3 separate regions of the Zea mays genome follow, and regions 1 and 2 are each linked to region 3. The links are chromatin contacts, called in public Hi-C maps. All regions are on one chromosome and are shown on one strand. The core of a region is the stretch at or near the end of the contact, and the rest is flanking DNA. Distances in the headings are between cores, read along the strand shown. Region 1 holds the start of LOC103650885 (probable methyltransferase PMT19). Region 2 holds the start of LOC100192826 (putative RING zinc finger domain superfamily protein). Region 3 holds the start of LOC100281758.

Region 1 (4,666 bases), core at 101-2,600, 650 kb after region 3:
CGGTCTGGCCGCTCTCGTAGCTTGCAAGATACATGGAGAAAGAAAGTGTCCCGAGCGACGGGTCCCCGCGGTCCTGTACTCCTCTGCAATTGCAAGCTAGCGATGCTACACTACGATCGATCATGACGAGTCGCCGTCTTCGAGAAGGACGCGCGAGACCGTTGTGGCGAGCGGAGCACGGACAAGATGCAGCGTACGCAACGTACGACAGCGGCCGAGATCCTCCTCCTCCTCCTGGTCTAGGGACTGGGCGGGTGCGTGCTCGCAAGTCATTGAGTTGTACTCCTGCTGTAGCGTGCGTACGACGGTCTCCTTTGGACACGTGTGGTGTGTTGCGCGTCAGCTGCGACTGTCGTGTCCTCTACTCTGCCCGTACGACTGACTCGTCGAGATTATTGCTACAATTTGTCCGAGTAATTCGAGACCTTGCAAGTTGTTTTTACTGTCTCGTATGGACTGTAGTCTACGGCTGGCCGCTTTTCAGTGTGGAGTGTGGAGTTTCGACTGTAGTCTACGGTCTTCTGAAGAAAACTGTGGGTGTCTTTTTCGGGCGCCAATCACTGCACAAGAATCCGCGATAGTGCTCTCTACACAGGGGCGGATGATCCATGGTCAGGGGTCGGATGGTACACGACCTGGCGCATTTCTGCCTGTCGGTCGGACGGTCCATGCTCTGGGGCCGGACGGTCCGCGCGTGTGCAGAGGCGGCGAAAGGTCGCCGGCAGCGCCTGGATTTCGCTCCCGGGAGGGACCCCGTCAGAGAGGAGAGATCCTAGATGATGTCTAGGCTCGGGCAGACTGACCTAGACTCCTCTAATCGACGTAGAGTCGAAGAGAAACGGTGAATTTGAGAATTGAGAGGTTAAACTAGAACTACTTTTAATTGTATTGGAAATAAATGCGAGATAAAAATGTTATTGGTGATTATAAATCGGCCGTATACCTATGTATTTATAGAGTATGAGAGTTGGACCCGTTAAAAAAACTCCCCGAGTTAATTCCATTAATCTCGTTAACAAATACAGTAAAAAACTCGGAACCCTAGACCGCGTATTTTGTGGCTCAACAAAAACCATACGAGATGATGCAGTACGACATTGCACTTGCACGGATAAAAAAAACAAAAACAGTTAAGCCATCGCGATTTCGCATGTGCACAATCTCTCTTTCGTCTCAACAAAAAAAAACATCCACACGACACGACGACGAAGTGACGAGCGCATCAGACGAAAAGACCGTAAAAGCCAAGGAGCACGAGCCACTGGTGGCGCAGGCAGGCCCCACGAAGCCCCAACGGCCGGGCCCGCAAAGCAGCAACCGCTCTCGTCGCACTGTATGTAGTCCTCTCCTCTGCCCTGCCTCTTCAAATACGAACTGGGCGGCGCCACCACTCTCGCCGCACTCACCCGGAGTCGGAGCGGAGCATCCGATCCTCCACCAGTCCACCACCGAGTGCACTCAGCCACACACCAGCTGTTGTGCCCTGTGCGGCGCTCTACTGAGCGATACGCGGACTTGGCGGCGGCCATGCCACTCTCGGAGCCGTCGGCGCCGGCCGTGCTCGCGGCGCTGCCGCGGGCGCTCTCCCTCGCGGCCGCGGCCGTCGCGGCCGCAACCGCGACCCTCCTCCTCATCTCCGCCGTCTTCTCCACCCCCCACCACGCGGCGTCCTCCTCGTCCCCTCAGCTTTCCCCGTCCGCCAGCGCCTCCACCGCGGCGCCTGTGGCCCCGGCGCCCGCACACGCGCCCGACTCCGGCCCAGGCCACCCCCACCCCCCGCCTCCCGTTCCCCCGTGCCCTCCCAACGCCACCCACGACGTCCCCTGCCACGAGCCTCCCTCGCGCGAGCGCCACTGCCCCCCGCGCCCGCCGCCGCCGCCGCCTCTTCTTCCTCACCCGCCAAAGGACCCGCCGCCGCACCCTCCGCCGCACTGCCGCGTCCCGCCGCCGCCCAGGTACCGCCCGCCCCCGCCGTGGCCCGCGCGCCGCGACCGCGCGAGGTACGCCAACGTGGACCTCCCGCCGCTGCCCCCGGTTAAGGCGGCGGATGGACAGCAGCAGGACCCCGTTCACGGTCGCGGGGAGTGGCTGCTGTTCACCGACGGGGTGCAGGGTTATGTCGAGCGGCTGGAGCGCGTCGTGCCGCTCCGCGACGGCGTGGTGCACACGGCGCTCGACATCGGATGCGGGGTGTGTTGTACTCGCATCGCATGAAAGCTTGCCGATTCAGAAACTACTCGTTGGAAGTCTCTCTGTTCACGTGTCGATGTGTGTCCCTGACAGGTCGCGAGCTTTGGGGACTATCTGCTCAACTATGGCGTACTGACCATGTCCATTGCTCCGAGGGATAGATTTGAACCGCAGGTGCAGCTCGCCTTGGAGCGTGGACTGCCTGCAATGATCGGAGCGCTTGTTGCCCACAGGCTACCGTATCCATCGAGGTCCTTCGACATGGTGCACTGTGCGGACTGCCGTGTCCCATGGACTGCTCATGGTAGGACATGCAAGACGTCATGCTATTCCTGATTAAACATACTTCCTTCCTGATGCATCATCTATTCATTTATTATTTCACTGATTACTAATTGTTCAAAATAAAGTGATTTTCCTATTGGCAAATGTTGGAGTCGGTGAACACTGAACAGAACAGGACACCCTCCTCATATGTCGATGTCAAAACTAAAGTACAGTTTGTTTGTTTTTTTAGTCGAGTGCTCTTGTTCTCATTCACCTATAGCTGATTCCAGATGGGCTCTACATGCTGGAAATCGACCGTCTTCTCCAACCTGGTGGCTATTGGGTTTTCTCTAAGCCACCCGTCAACTGGAAATCTACATACAACATTTCGAATCAAGGGACCATAGACAAGCAGGACAATCAAGTAGCTATGGATGACATGTCGAAAAGGCTTCGTTGGACGAAGGTGTCTGAAGAGGGCACAATTTCTGTTTGGAGAAAGCCTTCTTGTAATCTCCATTGCGACCAAGAAGCAAATGCAAAGCTTGCTGGATTGCCACCACTCTGCACAGGAGAAGACCCAGATAGTGCCTGGCAAGTTTATTACTGTCCCCTTGTCACTTTGCATCTCCGGTCAATTGAAATGAAACATGTGCAAATCTTATCAACCACGGCACAACCTGATCCATTTTTTTTCTTTGCCTTCATGTTATCCTTGTGATATGACGACGCACACGATAGTTTAGTTGGACAAGTAAACATATTTGAGTTGATGTTGTGATTAGTAATCTGAGACTGACGAAATTCATTTTTTCCCCTAAAGGTCATGAAGTACGAACTTGCTATGTTTTGTTCTGAATGAGTGAATGTCATGTGCAGTTGTAAAGTTTATTTAGTCAAATATATAGTACCCGGAACATTTTGGGTAATTCAAAGTGACACGAGCACAGTACTATAATATGCATAACATTTTGGCTAATTCAAAGTATTCCAAGGAACTTGCTACGAAACTTGGGGGGGGGGGGGCACTTGTTTCGAATTCTTCCAACATTACAGTCTTGCTGAATATAAATTTTGTGACGGTGCAGGTATGCGAATATTTCGACAGTACAATCTTGCTAAATATAACTTTTGTTACGGTGCAGGTATGCAAATATTTCAATGTGTATGACATGTATTCCAAGAGCTGAAACTTTTAATGGCTGTGCTGGTGGTGCCATGAAAAAATGGCCTAAAAGACTTGGTGCAGTGCCACCAAGGATAGCCAGTGGGGAAATCGAGTGGCTGTCCATTCAGAGATATAGATACGACACTCTGGTTTGGGAGAAAAGGGTTAACTTCTATCTCACGTATCTAAATTTTTTGTCTAATGGAACCTACAGAAATGTCATGGACATGAGTGCCGGTTCTGGTGGCTTTGCCGCTGCTATGTCCAAGCATCCTGTCTGGGTCATGAATGTGGTTCCTGCAAATACGACAGAGAACGCCCTTGGTGTCATCTATGAGCGTGGTTTGATTGGAACATACACTGACTGGTACTGTTAATGAAACCTTTTTCTTCTTGAAATAAACTGACACTCCCAAACTATACAGTCAGACATACAAAATAACTCTCCATGTTGCTTGTTAATATGTTTCCAGGTGCGAGGCCTTCTCTACTTATCCACGAACATACGATCTGATACATGGTAATGGAATCTTCAGCTCCCATATTCACAAGTAAGTGACCCGCTAACTTGGCGATGTTAAAAAGCCACTGAAAGAGAACAACAAAAGGCATAGACTGCGATCTGCGAAGCAAGTGAACAATTCAAGTAGCACACACTAGTCCCTTGCAGTTAAATTAAGTCCCGGCTCAGCCATCCATCTTGACACGAAACTATTCTCTGTCAGGTGTGGGATTATCGACATCCTGGTTGAGATGGATCGTATTCTCCGGCCAGGGGGTGCCGTCATAGTTCGGGACAGAGCCGACGTCGTTCTCAGAGTCAAGAAGGACGCCGACCGTCTACGATGGCATAGCCGAGTTGTCGACACTGAAAATGGGCCTCTGGATCCAGAGAAGCTCCTCATTGTGGACAATTCCCTGCCACTCCCAGGGAGCTGAATAGAAGTGAGAGCACTAGCAAGAACCCGCAGGATCAGATCAGGCTTCTAGGTGACGGTCTGCTCATGTTTCGGGAAAGAGCCGGTGGTCTGGTCTGCGACC
Region 2 (4,436 bases), core at 1,510-4,009, 650 kb before region 3:
CTCTTCCAGAGCTTCAGAGTGGGGGGTGGGGGGAGGAGCCTTGCTAGACTAGGTAGTCGTAGTAGACCAGCAGCATGTTGTCGGGGACGATCAGGGGCAGGCTGTCGATGAAGCTGAGGAAGTGCTTCACGTTCTCCTTCTCCAGCGTCACCGTGTCGATCACGTCGTCGTCGCCGGTGAGCACCCACAGGTCTCTGGACCGGACCCTCTTCAGGCTCCCGCGGCAGAACGGGCATGACTGGGACCTTGTGTACCTGCAGTCACGGAACATCCAGGTTACAGCGTTCAGCATTGGTGTTGCTTGGAACAGTACAGGATGGGGTCATTAAAACAGTTGGGGATGATCCCTCTTATCGCTACAACAATAGATGGGCCCAGTGGTCACCAAAAGAATCTACTGCAATAACCAATCCCATTGAGTTTATCCGTAATCTAATCTAACTCAAGCAACATTATTGTGAAAGCTACTATTGACTTCGCCAAACTTGGAGTGATGCAGCCGATTGATGAGTATCATTGAAACCAACAACCTGACATGTATCAAAACACAATGACTTGCAGATGACATCCTTGGTACACAAGCATGATCCGCCAGCTAAGAGAATACAATCATTTAGGATTTAGAATGCCACGTCAACGAGTGTCTCCCCTTTTATCCCTTTATTATTTTTTTGTCTGTAACTTAGCAGTTGGCTGGCACTGGTGAATAATGGTTTAACGACTTCATTAAAGCTACAACAGCACTCCCAGTTGTCTGCTTTCGATTCCGTTAATGGACCATTGCTAATTGTTGACGAAACGTGGGGGCTTTTTAACAACGGCGCAAAGTATCATAAACTTTGTCCAGCAAATCTCTGGCATTCAGCTGGACTGCTGGAGGAATGAAGATAATGAATCTCCTGACATGGCACATGGTCATTAGATCACATAAAATCCCTCCTAGTTTTGACAAACAGAAGGCTGAAAAATATAGAACAAGAAACACATGGACTCCCATGCCATCATGGTGGTAAAAAACAAATAGAAGAAACTCCGCACATGAGGGGAGCGAAGATTAAAATGGAACCCCCCTCCCCCCCCCCCCCCCCCCCCCCCACACACACACACACAAACACAAACATTCAGTTCAGGAGAATGTAGCATCTGAATTTGACTAAATGGAGGCTTTAAATGGTGAACATGAAAAAAGAAGTGCATTGGGACTATGATGGGTTGTTCAACCACCCCCTCCCCACTCCCCACCAACAATGAGTGAGTAGAAGTAGCCCACAGAGAAGTTTAAGAAAATCATTACTGAACCACCCTTGCGCTATCAAGAGTTCAAGACTGCGTCAATGCTTACTCGTTTCCTCGAACCTTATCTTTAAAATCGACATCACATTGAGTCTGTTCAAACCGCTAGCGAATTTTTTTAATGGTGGCGTGTGATATCGGGGCCCTAACTGATAACGATCCAGGCTCAGTCAGATATATTGTTGCTTAAATAATACACCCCCCAAACGGATAAGCAAGAGCGACAGGGAGCAATACCAGTCTCGGTAACAGTTGATGCACATGGCATGGTTGCAATTCGGAAGGACCATCTTGGTGCAGGTCTCCAGGCAAATGCCACACTCATCCTCCCTGTCATCTTCGGCAACAAGCTTCCGACCGCCGCCGCCGCCGGCGGCGGCAGCAGCAGACCACCCTTTGTCCTTGCAGTCCTTGTCCATCAAGTTGTCCTCCAGTTGTTGCAAGAAAGGGTATATGATAGCTGCATTCCATGGGGTCCCAAAACTATATTAAACCACTGCTGCAGCAGCAGCAGCAGCATCAACAAAAAAAAATCTTGAACAGAAAAAAAAAGCTTCTTAATCACTAGTTTCTATGGTGGATAGTAAGCATACTGTAGAATTCCTTCAGGCTCGCCCTCCTTTCTATGGTGGATATGGAGGCATCTTCATCGACATAAACCTGCGTGTTCAACCACCAAGACCGTGTCAACATTCAAAGCCTCAGGAGATACCAGTCAGTTCGTCGTGGATTCAGCAAACTCTCTCGGCAAGTGCTATTCGTCGGTACCTTGTAGACGAGAACCTCGAGCAGGCCAAGGTAGCTAGGGAGCGTGTATGACAGGGAGCAGCTGCAGTCCATCCATTGGATAAGGTTGAGAAAGATTGGAGCCATGGAGCTGTAGGACAGCCTCATCTGCACGCAGGCACCCCCATACGCCCTGTGTATAGCATGCGCCCTGGAGAAGAGAGAGGGGATTTTACCTATATTCATCAGTAAACGCATAGAACACGAGCCGAATACAATCGGGGACGGAAAACGAAAGGGCAAACTTTTCCCTACTCTACAGCTTTTCCAAAGAAAAATCAGGTAGCAAAGGAGAACGCCGAGAATCAAGAGAGTAGGAAATACAGGGCAAATTAAAAGGGAGGAGAGGACTTACAGGGTGTTGGCATGGTGGATATCAGCTTCAAGCGCCTTGAGAGACCCCCGGAGGGACAGAGGCCTGCCGCCATGGAACATGACTCCCTCTAGAACACAAAACGAAGCTCCTCTTCCGCTTCCTCCACCCCCCGCTATTCCAAGCTCTCAAGCCTATAAAAAACACACAGAGACTTGGGCAAGGCGCAGAAGGGGCGGGCTCGAGCTCAAGAAGCAACGAGCAAGCAAAAGCAAGGCAAGGAGAAGGCCAACAAGAAAAGAAACGATAGACGCAAGCTGCTCTGGTCTGGGTTTGTGGGAAAGTAGTTTTGGGGGAGGGAAACTGTGAAAGGGGGGCCCTTTGTCCCTCCTGCGTCCCCTTGGGTTTTTATATAAGCAAGGAGTGCAGGAGATGTCTTGGCAACTTGCAAATTGTTTTTGCTTGGTTTGCTTGACAAGAAGTGCAAAAGCTTTGGAATAAAGTTTGGGGGAGGGAAGGAGACAAAGGCTGAGGAAAAAAAAGCCTACACTGATAGAGGGCACTCATGGTGCTTAGATTAGGAGCAGTTATGGTGCCGTTCTGCTGTCTCCAAATTTCCACTCTTGCCCAATTGTTAAATTGTTTTAAGACAAAAAAATGACAAAAAATATATTGTAAGTGAAAAGCCTATACGAATAATTTATTTATATGATTTGGATTGTTTATTAAAATCTGGAACACAAAATGTTGCAGACGAGAAAGGTTCTGGAGCAGAATGAGAGAGAGAGAGAATGAAAAAGAGAGAATAATAGTGTGGATAGATTGATGACGGACGGATGGTGATAAAGGGTCGATGGACGGCTTGGGGTAGGGCTCAGATGACACGCAGAAAAAGAGGGGTCCGGTGGCGCAGGCGGCAGGTGGCTGGCTGAGCCTATCCACTAGCAGCACGGTGTGGGACCCGGCGCCGGTTTATGTGGGATCCACAATCATATTCCTTGTGATTCATTGTGGCCATGGAAAGAGATATCCATTATCTCCTGGCAGCACGGTTGCAGAGTTCTTTTAAAAGTATTGGATAAAGCTGTGTTGTTTGAATGCTCTACTGCTAAAAAATTGCTAGATAGCTAGCTAACTATACTAAAATTAGTTAATGGCTTAACTATTAGTTAGAATATTTGAATGTCTTCGGCTAAGAGCATCTCCAACAAAAAAAAAACTCTATATTTGAGTCCTTAAAATTAAAATAGGACATGACTTAAAATGTTTAGGGCCACAAGAACGTCTGTAACTCCAACTATCGAGCCATATATCAAATTTTTAGGAAATAAATAATGTTATTTAGGAGATAAAAGGTTAAAATAGTGTATAAAATGATATAGGACCTGAGATATCGAGCCCTATAATAGATTAATGATTCTTTTGTAAAATAAAGCCATGTCAGAGCATGTTTTTTTTATGTTAGAGTCCTATAGTTCAAAATATGACTCCGTTTAGCTCTAATTTTAGTAGCTAACAGTTAGCTCTAGTGCATTCAAACATAACATAAACGTTGTTCGCATTAAATTTTGTGCTTATATGAAAAGTGTACAATTCGAATTTATTCCCAGTCAAACAAGCTAACGTTTTTGCAAGAAAGAGTGCCAAAATTTATAATAACAGAGAGGTATTTTTTTAATATAAAAAGCTTGGTGAAAAGTAAGATAATCAGGCTCGGTACTACTACTACTACTCTGTCTTTTTTTTCCCGTGGTTTGTTTACCACCGTAAAGTTCCTGGGGCTGTAGAAATTCCATCTCCATCTGTGGCCTAATTCTTCCTGCCCACAGGTTTAATATATACCTTGATCGTCCAATCCAAGCACGCCCCCGGTCACCGTATGGTTTCGCGTACAAGTGCGATGCAAACAGTGTAGGCAAGCAATCCTGTCCGGTCCGTGGTCCCGTTCCGCTCTCTGGCCATGGACCATGGCCGCAGCAGCACCAGTGTTTCCCACTACGAGAGAAAAAAAAGGCGAGAATCTACTGTATCTCTGATCCGTCCA
Region 3 (4,826 bases), core at 979-3,478:
ACGACGGCATGTACTTAGGGCGCTAGCTCTCCTCCGCTAGACACGTAGCACTCTGCTATACCCCCCATTGTACACCTGGATCCTCTCCTTACGCCTATAAAAGGAAGGACCAGGGCCCTCTTAGAGAGGGTTGGCCGCGCAGGGATGAGGACGAGACAGGCGCTCGCGTGAGGCCGCTCGCTCCCTCTCCCGCGTGGACGCTTGTAACCCCCTACTGCAAGCGCACCCGACCTGGGCGCGGGACGAACACGAAGGCCGCGGGATTTCCACCTCTCTCACGCCCATCTCCGGCCACCTCACTTCCCCCCTTCGCGCTCGGCCTCGCGTCGACCCATCTGGGCTGGGGCACGCGGCGACATTCACTCGTCGGCTTAGGGACCCCCGGTCTCGAAACGCCGACAGTACTGTACATATTTTAGTTTTGCTAAATCTGGTGTTTAAAATATTAAAATGGATAGAGGAGAGGTGAGAGAAACTCTCTATATAGATGATCCAACGGTGTCCTCTAAATTTATAGAACCATTTAAAATACGTTGTTGGGGGTGCGTAGAGGATGAAAAATCTTCTCTAAAATTTAGGGTACAAGACGTACAACTTATTATTGAAGACAATTTAATGTCCGCGATAAGCTATGGTTGGAAGCAGCTAACGCAATGAGGGAAAGGCAGAGGAAGATGTTGGAGCCACAAGAGACCGAGTATAAGGATATCATGGACCCAAACTTAAAGAAAATGACCGATCCTCGTGTCTCGCATTAGGGCTTGTTTGGGAGGAAGGATATCGGAAGGGATTGGTGGACTAAAATCCCCTTCGGCATCCTGCTCCCAAACAAGTCATTAACCAGTTTTACACTACCAAATGGAAGGTTAGGCTTGGCATAGGTTAGATGTAGCTGTTGGTTGTGCAGGAGATGTGAATGTATGTTTTGGTAGCGTCAGATTTTGCCGCCTGTTGGAAGTTGTGATTTGGCAATTTTGACTGTCATGCTTCCGATCAATGACAATTATTTGCATTGGTAGGCGTTTAGTGAGCTTGTCTAGTAAGTGAAAACAGACCAAATCGGATGATTTTTGGACGGTTTGCAGCCTGAGCTCATGTTTATATGGGACTGAAACAAAGCAATAGCTGATGGTTCGTTGGGACTGGATCTTTATATATATATGAGGCGTGTGTTGAACAGAGAGCATAAAAAAACATTGCTCTGACATTCCAATCGTGTTGATCTAAGGCTATCCTTAGAAATTTACACTGTTGATTACACTAGAATGAAGTTTTAAATACAGACAGGCTAACCATGTGCTGGAAAGTCGAAACCTCGTTCCGGGTGCGCGACCTGATCAAACGCCGGGCGGGCGGGCAAGCTAGGCTCTCACGTCGCGATTAGGATATCAATTCGCCTGGTCTATGCGTGAAGCTTTGTGCAAGTAGTAGTATCAATTTATCATACTACCATGAGCGTTGCGTAGCAGCAAATGTCTAGTCTAGATTGACAGTTGCGCTGCTGTATCGGATCGGAATGCATGAATCAAGATCCCAAGGTTTCCGATCTGCATCATGCCTGCTAAGTGCTAACCGCCAAAGCGGGGGGGGGGGGGGGGGGGGGGGGGGGGGGGGGGGGGGGGGGGGGGGGGTCCCCGTTGCTTCCTGTGTTGTTTTCGCAACCAAGCACATCGGAGCCGAGGGACGTGACAGGCAGGAGGCCGGACCTACCGGCCAGAAAATCCCAGCAAAGCGTACAGTAGTTTGGACCAATGGCTGAAGCTTACCACGGTCCACGGCAGCTTTTCCTGCATCGCTCCGTGGCCGCGCGCAAGTCGACCGATCGCGCCAAAGTTTCGCCAGCAGGCTTCCTTCTTGAACTTGTCTCCCCTCCTCTTCCAGCTTCCACTCCAATCAGCAGCTGGCGAGGGGCCGAACAGTGTCGCCTGGCTGCTCACCTCTCTGCTCCTTCCTTCGGCCTTTCCTTCCTTCCCTCCCTCCCTCCAGAGTCCGGAGCAGAGCTGAGAGCAGTCAACCGGGCTGTCGTCGGCATTGGTGCGGTACGTGCGAGCCCGAGCGGTGCGACGCAGGGGGGGGGGGGGGGGGGGGGGGGGGGGGCAGTGAGAGAGACGACACGCGAGAGCGAAGCCAAGCGAAGGAGGAGCTTCCTGGCGCGCGCGGATCGCGGAGGCTGTATATATATAGTCGGAGGGCGCGCGCTCCGGTCCGGTAACGTGCTGCAGGTGGGGGGTGGCGCAGGGCAGGATTAGGCAGGGCAGCGCCGCGCCGGCCGGACCGCCCGTCCAGGAGCCAGGGACTTTCGGCCATGGGGGACGGTGGTGCTGACGACGCCTCCTCGCCGCCGCCGCATGACGGGGGCTTCTCCTACCTCGCCGTCTTCCACAACTACCCCCTCGTCGCCGCCCTGCTCGGCTTCGCCGTCGCGCAGTCCATCAAGTTCTTCCTCACATGGTACGCCTCGCCCGTTCCCCGATTCCCTCCTACTCCTCTCGTCCTGCCTCTTCTCCCCCTTTTTGTGTGCTTGGGTCTGGGTCTGGGATCGGGCGCGAGCGTGGTCGGATCCGCATGCTGCTCCGTCGGTCGAAGCTGCCTCTTGACACATTGTTCGACTGTTCTCATTTCCTGGACATCCGAAGCGAGACTAAGAATTCCCCCCTCCCCTCCCGTTTCTTTTCTTTTTTTTGGTTGCCTATACAGCTAGAGGAATGAGTGATGATAGCCTGGGAATGTAATGGTATCCTGTGTGCTGGATTTGCTTTCATTTGTCGATGGTTTTGGTGAATTGACCTGGAAGCAAATGGAATTGGCCTTGATCTGGTGGTCAAACTAGGGAAGAATTGTGGGTCAGTGCATGTTTTATGGGGCGACTGGAATCATTGATGCAGTGCAGTTTGCTGGTTATTTACACCACATTTTTTTTATCAATTGGTCTGTCCTGGTAAAAGTATGATCTTTGGATGTGGAATCCACACATAATGCTGTCTCATTTTAATTTTTATGTTCCATTGCGGGAACCTTGATCATTCTACTCTACTAGTGCATGCTTTATGGGGCGACTGGAATGCATTGATCATTGATGCAGTGCAGTTTGCTGGTTATTTACACCACATTTTTGATCAATTGATCTGTCCTGGTAAAAGTATGATCTTTGGCTGTGGAATTCACACATAATGCTGTCTCATTTTAAACTTTATGTTCCATTGTGGCAACCTTGATCATTCTACTCTACTAGAAATATATACAGGAAGAAACAGGTTGGGGCTTTTCTTTTTAGAAAATGAAAATTATCCACAGTGATTGTAGACCTTGAGTTCAATCATCAGATTTCCAGATAGATGGTCAAGGAACGCTTGTAACAGTGAAGCCAGGCAAGGAGATAAACACATAGAGTTCTTATTGTGTTTATAAACAAGAATGTTCTATTTGGTTTGTCTTATTGCCCTATTTTGGCAAAAGGATGATTATGCATCAAGGGTTCTTGATTCTTTTTTCCCACAGTTTTGATGTATATGATACATCAGCGTGCACTTTATGGAAGATCAGCTATAAATTTATGATTCAAGTCTGAACAGGTGTTTATACTGTTTCTCATGCAGAAGTAAGTTTGATTTCTTCTTGTTTTTTTAAACAAAGGTACAAGGAGAACAGGTGGGATCCCAAGCAGCTTATCGGCTCTGGTGGCATGCCATCATCACATTCTGCCACGGTTACAGCACTAGCAGTAGCGATTGGGTTGCAAGATGGCTTTAACTGCTCCCTCTTTGCAACAGCAACTATATTTGCAAGTGTGGTAGGTTATCAGTTCTCCATCCCAACCTATATCCTTCTGAAGAGGTTTTACTTCTTAGATCTTGATAGAAGAAAAATGATCATTTATATTGTTGTTGCTTGGATGCAATTTTCAGTTTCGGGTTGGACGTTGTTCTGTTGCATGTGGACATATTGTGCACACATTTGTACTGACTTCCTTTTGGTTAACTCCATTTTTTTAACGCAAGTTAATTCCAGGTTTTGAGATCTTACAAATTCACTTTTTGTGACTTGGCAGGTAATGTACGATGCTTCTGGTATCAGATTGCATGCTGGAAAGCAAGCAGCGGTATGTAATAACTCTATGCGTGGCATCTGTAATGTTGGTTCGGTAGCCTTTCTATATCGTTACAACCTTGTGATAGCTCTCTATGTATTATGATAACAATTTGTGTTGTGCTTATGTTGAACTTAATTTTGTTTTCTCCAATTTTTAGGTACTGAACCAAATAGTTTGTGAACTTCCTTCTGAACATCCCTTGTCTGAAACAAGACCACTGCGAGAACTTTTAGGCCATACACCAACCCAGGTTTGTTCAAATGTCCTTTTTGACTACATTTTATTGTTGCTGGCAAAATGAAAGCGATGGCTTATTGGCATTTTGGTTATGTGGATACCAAAAGAACCTCAAACTGGCTGACCCCACATCACCATGCCCTCATTTTACTTGGTAACATGTAGATATATGCTTATCTACTATCAACATCATGCAGCTTCGTCAGTACCACTATCTATACATTTATGAATACCATTTTGTGTCCCTAATTTCTTGGGTGCCAAATTGCTCCCAGGTTGTTGCTGGCGCATTGCTTGGGTGTACGATAGCCACAGCAGGACAATTATTCGTTTGAACTCCGAAGGTGCAGGAGAAATGTTGTAGCATTTGCATCGCGGGGACTTGAGAAGAAGTTTCTCTAGTGTTCTGCTACTTTAGGTATTGGTAAGATTTTCAACTTGGTGCTGTAGTGTTGTCGAATGTTGTAAGCTCTGATGGAACGTGATTATTTGTCAAGGT

What was found. A called contact is a pair of places that touch in the nucleus more often than the background predicts.
Region 1: a contact with region 3 is called in a Hi-C map of ear, with 2.4 times the contacts expected there. The contact joins the promoter of LOC103650885 here to the promoter of LOC100281758 in region 3. A contact is called at or near these places in 3 of 25 Hi-C or Micro-C datasets (ear, endosperm and tassel).
Region 2: a contact with region 3 is called in a Hi-C map of bundle sheath, with 4 times the contacts expected there. The contact joins the promoter of LOC100192826 here to the promoter of LOC100281758 in region 3.

Annotation. Positions count from the first base shown.
Region 1 is chr3:171,690,620-171,695,285 of Zm-B73-REFERENCE-NAM-5.0, forward strand. It overlaps LOC103650885 (probable methyltransferase PMT19), which reads left to right and starts at 1,351. Exons shown (of 6, transcript XM_008676476.4): 1 at 1,351-2,190; 2 at 2,284-2,494; 3 at 2,748-3,051; 4 at 3,603-3,992; 5 at 4,099-4,176; 6 at 4,351-4,666. The coding sequence starts at 1,528. The coding sequence ends at 4,564.
Region 2 is chr3:170,393,663-170,398,098 of Zm-B73-REFERENCE-NAM-5.0, forward strand. It overlaps LOC100192826 (putative RING zinc finger domain superfamily protein), which reads right to left and starts at 2,760. Exons shown (of 5, transcript NM_001138017.1): 1 at 2,435-2,760; 2 at 2,062-2,230; 3 at 1,887-1,953; 4 at 1,531-1,753; 5 at 1-254. The coding sequence starts at 2,514. The coding sequence ends at 44.
Region 3 is chr3:171,044,608-171,049,433 of Zm-B73-REFERENCE-NAM-5.0, forward strand. LOC100281758 reads left to right here and starts at 2,229. Exons shown (of 5, transcript NM_001154678.2): 1 at 2,229-2,451; 2 at 3,634-3,790; 3 at 4,049-4,099; 4 at 4,248-4,340; 5 at 4,603-4,826. The coding sequence starts at 2,306. The coding sequence ends at 4,662.